Linked DNA regions of Gossypium hirsutum: all the other regions are linked to region 1. A link is a contact called in public Hi-C data. All regions are on one chromosome and are shown on one strand. Each heading gives the region's core, a stretch centred on a gene start, on an enhancer-like site or on the middle of the called end of the contact. The rest is flanking DNA. Distances are from core to core; before and after follow the strand shown. Region 1 holds the start of LOC121230629 (bifunctional purple acid phosphatase 26). Region 2 holds the start of LOC107962905 (ER membrane protein complex subunit 7 homolog). Region 3 holds the start of LOC121230630 (hydroxyproline O-galactosyltransferase HPGT3).

What was found. A called contact is a pair of places that touch in the nucleus more often than the background predicts.
Region 2: a Hi-C map of leaf shows a contact between it and region 1, with 2.2 times the contacts expected there. The contact joins the promoter of LOC107962905 here to the promoter of LOC121230629 in region 1. A contact is called at or near these places in 4 of 34 Hi-C or Micro-C datasets (leaf and seedling).
Region 3: a Hi-C map of leaf shows a contact between it and region 1, with 3 times the contacts expected there. The contact joins the promoter of LOC121230630 here to the promoter of LOC121230629 in region 1. A contact is called at or near these places in 12 of 34 Hi-C or Micro-C datasets (cotyledon, leaf, petal and 1 more).

What each region holds. Positions count from the first base shown.
Region 1 is chrA06:38,689,587-38,692,537 of Gossypium_hirsutum_v2.1, forward strand. It overlaps LOC121230629 (bifunctional purple acid phosphatase 26), which reads right to left and starts at 1,687. Exons shown (of 10, transcript XM_041115666.1): 1 at 1,599-1,687; 2 at 717-960; 3 at 100-300. The coding sequence starts at 1,669.
Region 2 is chrA06:38,819,807-38,822,682 of Gossypium_hirsutum_v2.1, forward strand. It overlaps LOC107962905 (ER membrane protein complex subunit 7 homolog), which reads left to right and starts at 1,464. Exons shown (of 10, transcript XM_041115668.1): 1 at 1,464-2,076; 2 at 2,224-2,522; 3 at 2,706-2,776; 4 at 2,867-2,876.
Region 3 is chrA06:38,871,109-38,874,195 of Gossypium_hirsutum_v2.1, forward strand. LOC121230630 (hydroxyproline O-galactosyltransferase HPGT3) reads left to right here and starts at 1,525. Exons shown (of 12, transcript XM_041115669.1): 1 at 1,525-2,037. The coding sequence starts at 1,913.

The DNA of each region.
Region 1 (2,951 bases), core at 437-2,936:
TTAGCATATATTGCAGCAGCTCCAGTTTCAGATAGAATTATTATATGACTGTTTGAGTCTTCATGCTACAGATAACATCATATGTTGTTCGATATTTACCTCTAGACCATCAACAAGACAGTGATGAATATAGCCAGATTTATAGTTGTAAAAGGTGTAATTAGCCACTGTGCCATCAGCTTTAAAGTCATATTTATTCTCTGATGTGCCATACTGTACTCTAGAAGACCCAGGTTTATCAGCAGTAACCCATGATATCATTACAGCTTTTCCATCATAGTCACCTTGAGTAATATGCACCTACACCAATAAATTTGATGAAGTTAAAACAATTTCTTAGCAAAGCTGTAATCCCGAGGATCAATTAATGGCCAGGACTAGATAGCAATGGTAAGAGATCATCTTAAAGAGTAAATTTTTCAATGCACTTGGTAAAATTGTTCTCTTAAAGACTGTCTTTTCCTCAGAATTTAAAACAAAGCTATTGTGTTTTTTATATGATAAGACCTCATTAATCATCCATTTAACCCTCATTCATACAACCAATAAATGTGAAAAACCAGTATCTTAATTGGCTAAACATGAATCTGACTTGCATAGAGATTGGCAATGAATGGTTGCATCATCAGTTAATACTGATTGGAAAAGAAAATATTTGTAGGAATAATTTGAAATAAATAGCTACAATAATGGGGTTACTGATGTGTATTACTTACTTGTTGCGGAGCATTGTAACCATTAGGAATTGCAAGTACTTTATGGTCAAGAGGGATATCAAAAGATTGCCATTTCGTACGAGTAAAAGTACTTGTAATTCCCGCACTTCCCTTTTTCACAAAGGCTAAGATAAGAAACAACTTGAGTAAAAGCTCAAACAATGTGAACCACAGCCCGAAAGCCATCAGCAACAGTGTTTTGAGTTCATGAATCAAGTTCTGAAACAACACCAATTTGGTCAATCTGAAAAGAAAAAGGAATCAATTAAATTCGAACATTTATATAAACACAAAAACCACATATAAGTTCAAAAAAACATTTCACATTCCAATAAATCGTATTACGTTACTACTAAATGAACCCAAAAAAACCATTCCTATCCAATTTCGCATTCCAATAGTTGTTCCTCGTACCGGACAGATTCATCGTTAATTTATCATATCACTTCTCATCTAAGCTACATTTATCAATACAAAAAAATCAGGGAAAAAGTTAAAACTTTCAGAGCAGGTTTCAGATCTAGACGCATTTTCAAAGAATCACAGCAATGAAATGGAAGTTTAGGATCAAAGTAAAAACAAAGTCGGTGTGAAACTCAAAAGCCAGTGCGCTACCTTTGCTGAACCGTATCTATTAAACATACCCAGATTTCAAAGGCATCGAGAAATCGAATTCGAAATGCAAAAAAGAAAAAAAAAACATAGCAACAATATTTATAAAATAAAATAAATAAAAAGAGCAAAGCTTACTTCCTTACAGGCCACCAGCACCACGATAGCAGAGAAAAAGAGAGAATAAAGAAAGCTATAACAAGTTGGGATTATTCGTTTACTTGAAAAAAGAAAAGAAAAGAGTGAATGTTATTTGAGTGAGAAAATTACCTGTGAAAATGTTGGGCGTATAGAGAAGAGGGGAAGTGGAATTTATCTGGCGGGTAGTTGACGGTTTTCATAGGGTGCTATTTGTTGTCAGATTTCGTTTTTCCTAATTAAATATATTTAAAATGTTGAAATAAATAGGGATAAATTAACATTTAGTCATTAAATTTAATAGTTTTTATCAATTTGGTCCTTAACTTTTTTGTCCATAACAATTCTGAAACTTGATAATTTTTTTAATTTGATCCCTAAACTTTGATTATTCACAAAATCATCTAAAAATTTCAAATATATATTATCCAAAAAGTACAAGAAAATATTAAAAATTTTAGATAATGATGTGGCACAATCTCAATGTACCATATTTTTCATAGGATAATGGAACCTAAATTTAGGGACCAAATTAAAAAAAAAACTTATCAATTTTCAGAACTAATATGGAATAAAGAAAATAGGACCAAAGTGAAAAATGTTCTCAAGTTCAGTGACTAGATGTCGTTTTATTCCAAACAAATATACAAGCGTAAGATAGCAGGTAGTGACGTTGTGTAGCATAAGTTAGCAGCTAGCTTTGTCGTTGTGCGATAACGACATTACACCTAAGTAACTCAAACCCGTTAGTGATAAGGTTATAGTATATGATTGTTTAAATTCTTAATTAAATTAGTTTCATAGTTAAAAATTATTAAAATATATATTATTACTTGAATTTTCGACTGAGTCAATGTCACAAGTTAATTATACACTAATTTATTTGAAAAATAATTAAAAATGTGTCACAAACAGGGGCATAATTAAAGGGCTGGCAGTGGCCTGACTCCTTTAAAATAGAAAACTTTCTATTTAAACCCTTCAAAACTTTTAAATTTTTAAATTAATAAAAGTAAAATTACACTTTGGTCCCTTAAAAATGATAGAAATTTGATTTAACCTTTTAAAACTTATAAAGATATAGACTATTCAAATTGTGAAATTGCATTTTTACTATCGTAAAAATTACAATTTAATTTCGACCCTCTTAAAAAAAATTTTCTGACTTCACCCCTAGTCACAAATCTTTACCTAATAAAATATGTCAAGAGTGTAACTCCCCAAACCCGGCCTAGACGTTATAGCCGAATCTGGAGAAGTTACATAGAATGGGTTTAGTTATGTAAAATCTTTTCAGTTATTCAACTCATATACTTTATATCCATTTTCGAAAACATTAATTAATTAGTTATTTGCCAAGACCTATTTTACAGCTGAAGTCTAACAAAACCGTTGCATCTTAGAAATCAGATTTGTATTTTTAGAAAAACCTTTTTTTTACCGAAAAACCATCGGTTTAATAAAATAATTTATCAAGGCATGCCG
Region 2 (2,876 bases), core at 214-2,713, 130 kb after region 1:
AATATATGAACTTCTTTGATACTTTTATCAACACTTAGGTCCTCTTTCTTTAATTCATACATCAAAGAGAAAAAAAAAAGCTTAAAGAGTTTTAAATAAAAAGAAATTGATATACAAAATTTAAAAAAGTTTGAAACTTAAATAGGGTCACAAATATTAAAAAGTTTTAAAATATATTAAACTATGACACATTTACCATGCGGGTAATATATATAATAAATATATTTATAAAAAATTAAAAAACCAAATACATGATAAAGTATGTATTAAAAAATACAAATAAATTAGTTAAAGGTTAATATTAACTCAATAAATCCTTTAAATGTAATATAGACGAATAGATGAAAAAATATAAATCTATATCTGAACAACTATAAAGTAGAATTAAAAATCAATATGAAATATAAACAGATAAAAATATTAAATATAGCTAAACGAAATCCATACATGACAATTTTTACATAGTCAAACTAAAGGCCCACATATAATACTATCTACATGGTGGGATTTGAACTTTAGTACCCCAAATACTTAGAGCATTCATTTTTATCAATAATGTTAAAGTTTGATGGATTTTATAAAAATATTATTTCATTAAAAAAATGAGTCTAAGTAGATTTGTTCATAGGCTGGATTCGAAAGTTCGTCTGAAAAATAGTTTGGACAAAAAATAAAGCTTGTTTTTTAAATGGAACGAGTTTTGGGTTAAGTTTTTTTTGGCCCAGAGTCGAACCGACTCGAATTTGCAAAAAAAAAACAACTACTACTATTTTTTTACTATTTTATCATTTTCTTTTTATTGTTTTGCTATCATTTTGCTATTATGTTACTGTTATTTTGTTGTTATTGTTTGGATATTGTATAACTCTTGTTTTATTATTAATTTTGATATTATTTTAGAGGTATTTACTTGCTAGGTTGCACATATCTTAGTGTTATTTAAGTATTTTTTTCATTTTTTGGGAAATATTTATTTTAATGTTTTTATTATATGATAAATTATATTTTTAAAATTTATTTTTATAAAAATTTTAATACGGGCGGGTGGGGCTCTAGTTTTAACATATTTATCTTGTACAAAATTTTAGATCCATTTTTCGGGTTGATTCGTGCCTAAATTTTTTACTTGATCCAGCTCGGCCTATGAATAACTCTAATTCTAAGTTATAATTAGAAATGTTTATCGACTTAACCCGCCTAACGTACTCACTTTTAGCTGAAATTATATTTGGAACTTTTAATTTTGAATGGTTCGGCTTGCCCATTTTATTTTTTAAAAATGGGTAAATTACACCAACAGTCACTTAACTTTCGGGTAGCTGACAAAACAGTAACTCAGGTTTCAATTCAGTCACTCAATTTTCGAAAAATAACAAAACAATTATTAACGTTATTGAAAAGTAACAAATCAATCACTCATTAACATTTTTTATCATAGACTTAACAAGATAGTTGATGTGGCCAATTAACTTTATCATGTTGTACAAGTAATCAAAGGCTCAAAAAGAAAAGAAAAAATGATTGGTTAATGGTAAAAAGAAGAAGAGGAGGAGGAGAAGAAGGGAAAATGGAAAATTACCTATCGAGTATAACCGTCGATGGTGGTGATCGATCGAAAAAGTAGTAGTATTCGAGGGATTAATTCAGAAATTCATTTTGGCTTTCAGTACACGCAATGTCAACATCGTTGTATCGGAAGCTCAAGTCGCTTCTTCGGCGTAATTGAAAGTACCTAACCAAACCCAAATTTTTTTCCATGGGTCTCGAATCTTAGTTGCGAATCTACCCCATAGTCTTTTTTGAACACCTCTGTATTTAGGTTCTTCTCCATCAAGGAGGACAGCAGCGGCGGGACCCCTCTCTCTTCATAAAAAATAAGTAAAAAAAAAAAAATTTTTCGAATATCACAAAAGGGTTATCCAAAATCAAGTGTATAAGCTCAAAATATTAAATAAATGGTAATAATTGTTATAGAAATACAAAGGGGATTGATGATGAAAAAACCGCAAGAGCCAAAATCCCTTAGATATCTCTGCAAAAGCTTTGGAAAAAGCTGTATCCGGGAACCCACCGAAGGTAACTAGCTTCATTTGGTTCAAGTTCCTGAAAAAAGGAACACTCCATTTTAGCATGGACAAGGTTGAGATACTTGATTCTGGTGAATCTAGCTAAATAAGAGCTTGGGTTTTGAGCTAAAAATGATTTAGGTTATGCGGATTTCAGGGTCTTGAATGTGTTGAAATGTTGCTTGGGGTCAAGTCTTTTTGAGTCAAAATCTTTTGCGACCCCAAAGTTAAGGAAGTTGAAGCCTTCCAACATTGTTTTACACACAAAGGAAGCACTTATGGCTTTCTCTTGTAAAAACAACTCCAAGTTCAATGGTTTTAGCAGTTGCATCAAGATGGTTATGGTGGGAACCTCGGCAATCATGATGTGGTGGAGGACGTTGGCCATGGAGGCGTCGGTACCGTAGAAGCATAATCGTCTTTGAGTTCCTGGATTTTGACCCTTGGGAATCGCTGGTACGAAGTCCTTCCATTTTCTCTTCTTCTTCTCTTATTCTTCTACTACCTAGACTTCTTAAATGGGACTATTTAAATGACAGCTAGCTCACCATTAAATGTCATGTAGTTAAAATAACTGTTTTATTATTTTTCAAAAGTTGAAAAATTGAGTTACTATTGGCAAATTTGAAGGGAGTTCAGACCTCAATCAAATGGCAGTTATGTGTGAAGAAGTCAAAGAAGAAAGGCGCGGATTCAGTAACTCGGCCCAAGTGAGTAGCATCAATTAAAATTACAAAGCATTCAACAAATTTCCAAAAATATCTGTTCCTAATTTTCATCAAATTGTTGCAATTTCAAAGCTCTCAAATC
Region 3 (3,087 bases), core at 275-2,774, 180 kb after region 1:
CTGGTACATTTACGATGTGAGTGAAAAAAATTATATAATGAATTTATAAAAACATTAACATAAAAACTAATTAAGATTTTAGTTGAAATAATAAAATTAATTAATGAACAAGAAAAAAATGAAACCATAAAATTAAGATAGCAAATACTACAATGTCTTGAGTTTAAATTTTAATATGCGTAGGTATTTTTTATATTTTATATAAAAAAATAAAAATATTTCTAAAATAATATTTGTTGTTTTATAAAAGTAACGGGTTTTTGTTAAATTTATAAATCAACTGGAATTTGGTTGATAAATATGTCATGATCTAGTACAAACTATTTATATCATTCACATTGTGGGTGTGTAAGAATAGCAGTAGATTAAATGTTTGCAATTTTTAAATTATGTAAATCGAAATTCGTAAATCTATCTAAAAATTTAAAATTATTTATTATTTATAATATTATTTGAGTAATATTATCTATAAATTATCTATCAGATATTTGAATTTATAAAAAAAAACTAATTTGGAAAAAATTTAATTATCTTTAGGAATGCTAAATTTGCAAAAATAAAACTAATTTCATTTTTTGTTTGGATATCCTAATTTGTAAAAGTTTGAATTTGAATTGACCAGAATATTTTAGGTTTAAAAGTGTAAAAACTCCTCAATTTTTTTCAAAAAATGCAATTAAGTCTCTTTCTCTCTCTTTTGCATCAATTAAACACTTGAACTTTCAAAATGCATCAAATAGGCCCTCAAATTTCTTCAAAAAAAGCAATTAAGCTCCTGCTTCTTTTTTTTTCACTCAATTAGGTACTTGAACTTTCAAAATACATCAAGAAGACCCTCAAAATTTTTCAAAAAAGCAATTAAGCCCATGCTCTTATTAAAAATTAGAAAAAAATTATAAAAAATAAAAAAATTAAATTTTAAAAATATAAAAATATAAAAATATAAAATTTTATAAAAATCATAAAAAAACTAGGGGTTGTTAATTTGATTATGATTTTTATAAAAATTTACAATTTTTTATATTTTTATGATTTTTTATAAAAAAATTTCTAATGTTTAATAAATTTTAAATTTTTCATATTTTTATTAAAATTTAATAACTTTTCTAAAATTTATTTTTTTATTTTTTATAATTTTTTCTAATTTTTAATAAAGCCAAGGGCTTAATTACTTTTTTTTGAAAAAGTTTAGGGTCTTTTTGATGCATTTTGAAAGTTCAAATACTCAATTGAGTGTAAAAAAAAATAGGGGCTTAATTATTTTTTTTTAAAAGTTTGAAGTTTTTTTTATGTATTTTAAAAATTTAGGTATCCAAATAAATAAAAAAAAATATAGAAGCTTAATTACTTTTTTTTTTAAGCTTGAAAGTTTTTACACCTTAAGCCAATATTTTATATTCATAATCAAATTTATAAGCTGTGAATTTAAATATCCGAATTTTCATCTGTTATTCAAATTAATAATACAAATTTAAGTAATAAATGTGTAAAATACCAATCCACATCTACTTCGAATCCATAATTTTAAAATCCAAATTCCAAATATTAAATAGGGAATATCTGAATTCGTTGTACAATTTGCCAAGATCTAATAAAAATTACCAAAATTAAATTGGTGGGATTGTCCAAGTTCGGTGTAGGCCGAATCTAGGTGGGCTTGGCCTATAGCACCTATCGTCAGTTACCGCTCTCAGATCTCTCTCTTCGTTTTTCTTTTTAATTTCATTTCAAATTTCCGTTTGTTTCTTCTAGTCTTTGATTATCCGTCATTTCTTTTTCATACTTGATTTGAATCCCTACACTGAGTTCGCATTCTCGTTCATTGTAATTATCCGAACTATAAAAGTAGAGATCATCAGAGACCGGCGATCAATTCTGTGTTTCGATTCTTTATATGCGTTAAGAGTGTGATATGGAGGGTTTACCTACGACCACTAAAGGAGATAAACGATGGAGATCTAAGAATCTGCAAACATCCAAGCCTTCTTTGTTGATGGCTTTTTTCTCTTGCATCGCTTGGCTCTATGTCGCTGGCCGGTTCGTATTCTTTTTCTCTTCGTTTTTATTTTTTGCTTCTCGATATTCAAATCCATTGCGCAAGTTTCGTCGAATTTGTTTTTCATTTTGGTTTGTATTTAGAAAGGGAAAAAGAAGATCGTAGAATCTAAACTCACATTCAATTAAATCAGCTTAACATTTTTTTGTTGATTATTGGTTTTTTAATAAATTTCCCTAGCTAGGAAATTTTGTTAATCTGAATTATTTTTTATTTTACGAAAATTTGATGAACATTAGGTTTTTTTTTCTTTTTCTTCATTTTTCTTTCTCAATTGTTAATTTCTCCGTCTGTTCGTGGAATTTGGTTTTCCATTTCGGACTGTATTTAGGGAAAAGTTAGGATCGTAGACTCTAAATTTATATTCAATTTCACCTTTTTAAAATAAATTTTCATAGCTGAAATTTTGATTAATCTGAATTATTATTATTTTTGTGAAAAATTGATGAAAATTAGGGGGTTTTTTCCCCCATTTTCTTCATTTTTATTTCTCAATTGTTTATTTGGTTTTCCATTTCTGACAGTATTTAGGGGGAAAAATAGGATTGTAGAATTCTAAATTTATATTCAATTAAATCAGCCTAACATTTTTGTTAATAATTGTTTTTAATAAAGTTTCGTAGCTAATAAATTTATTAATCTGAATTATTATTTATTTTTCGAAATTTGATAAAAAAGTTATGTTGTTTTTTCTTTGTCTTCATTTTTGTTTCTCAATTGTTAATTCCAATGCGCTAGTTTGTGGAAGTAGGTTTTTCATTTCGAGTTGTATATAGGGGAAAAGAAAAGATCGTAGAATCTAAATTTATAGTCAATTATATCAGCCTAACATTTTTGTTAATTATTGTTTCATTTCCGTACCTAACAAATTGAATAATCTGAATAAGTTATTTATTATTTATTTTGCACTGATAAAAGATTAGGTTGTTTTTTCTTTGTCATCATTTTTTCTTCTCAATTATTAATTTCAATGCGCCATTTTGTGGAATTTAGTTTTTCATTTTGGATTGTATTTAGGGGAAAAAAAATAT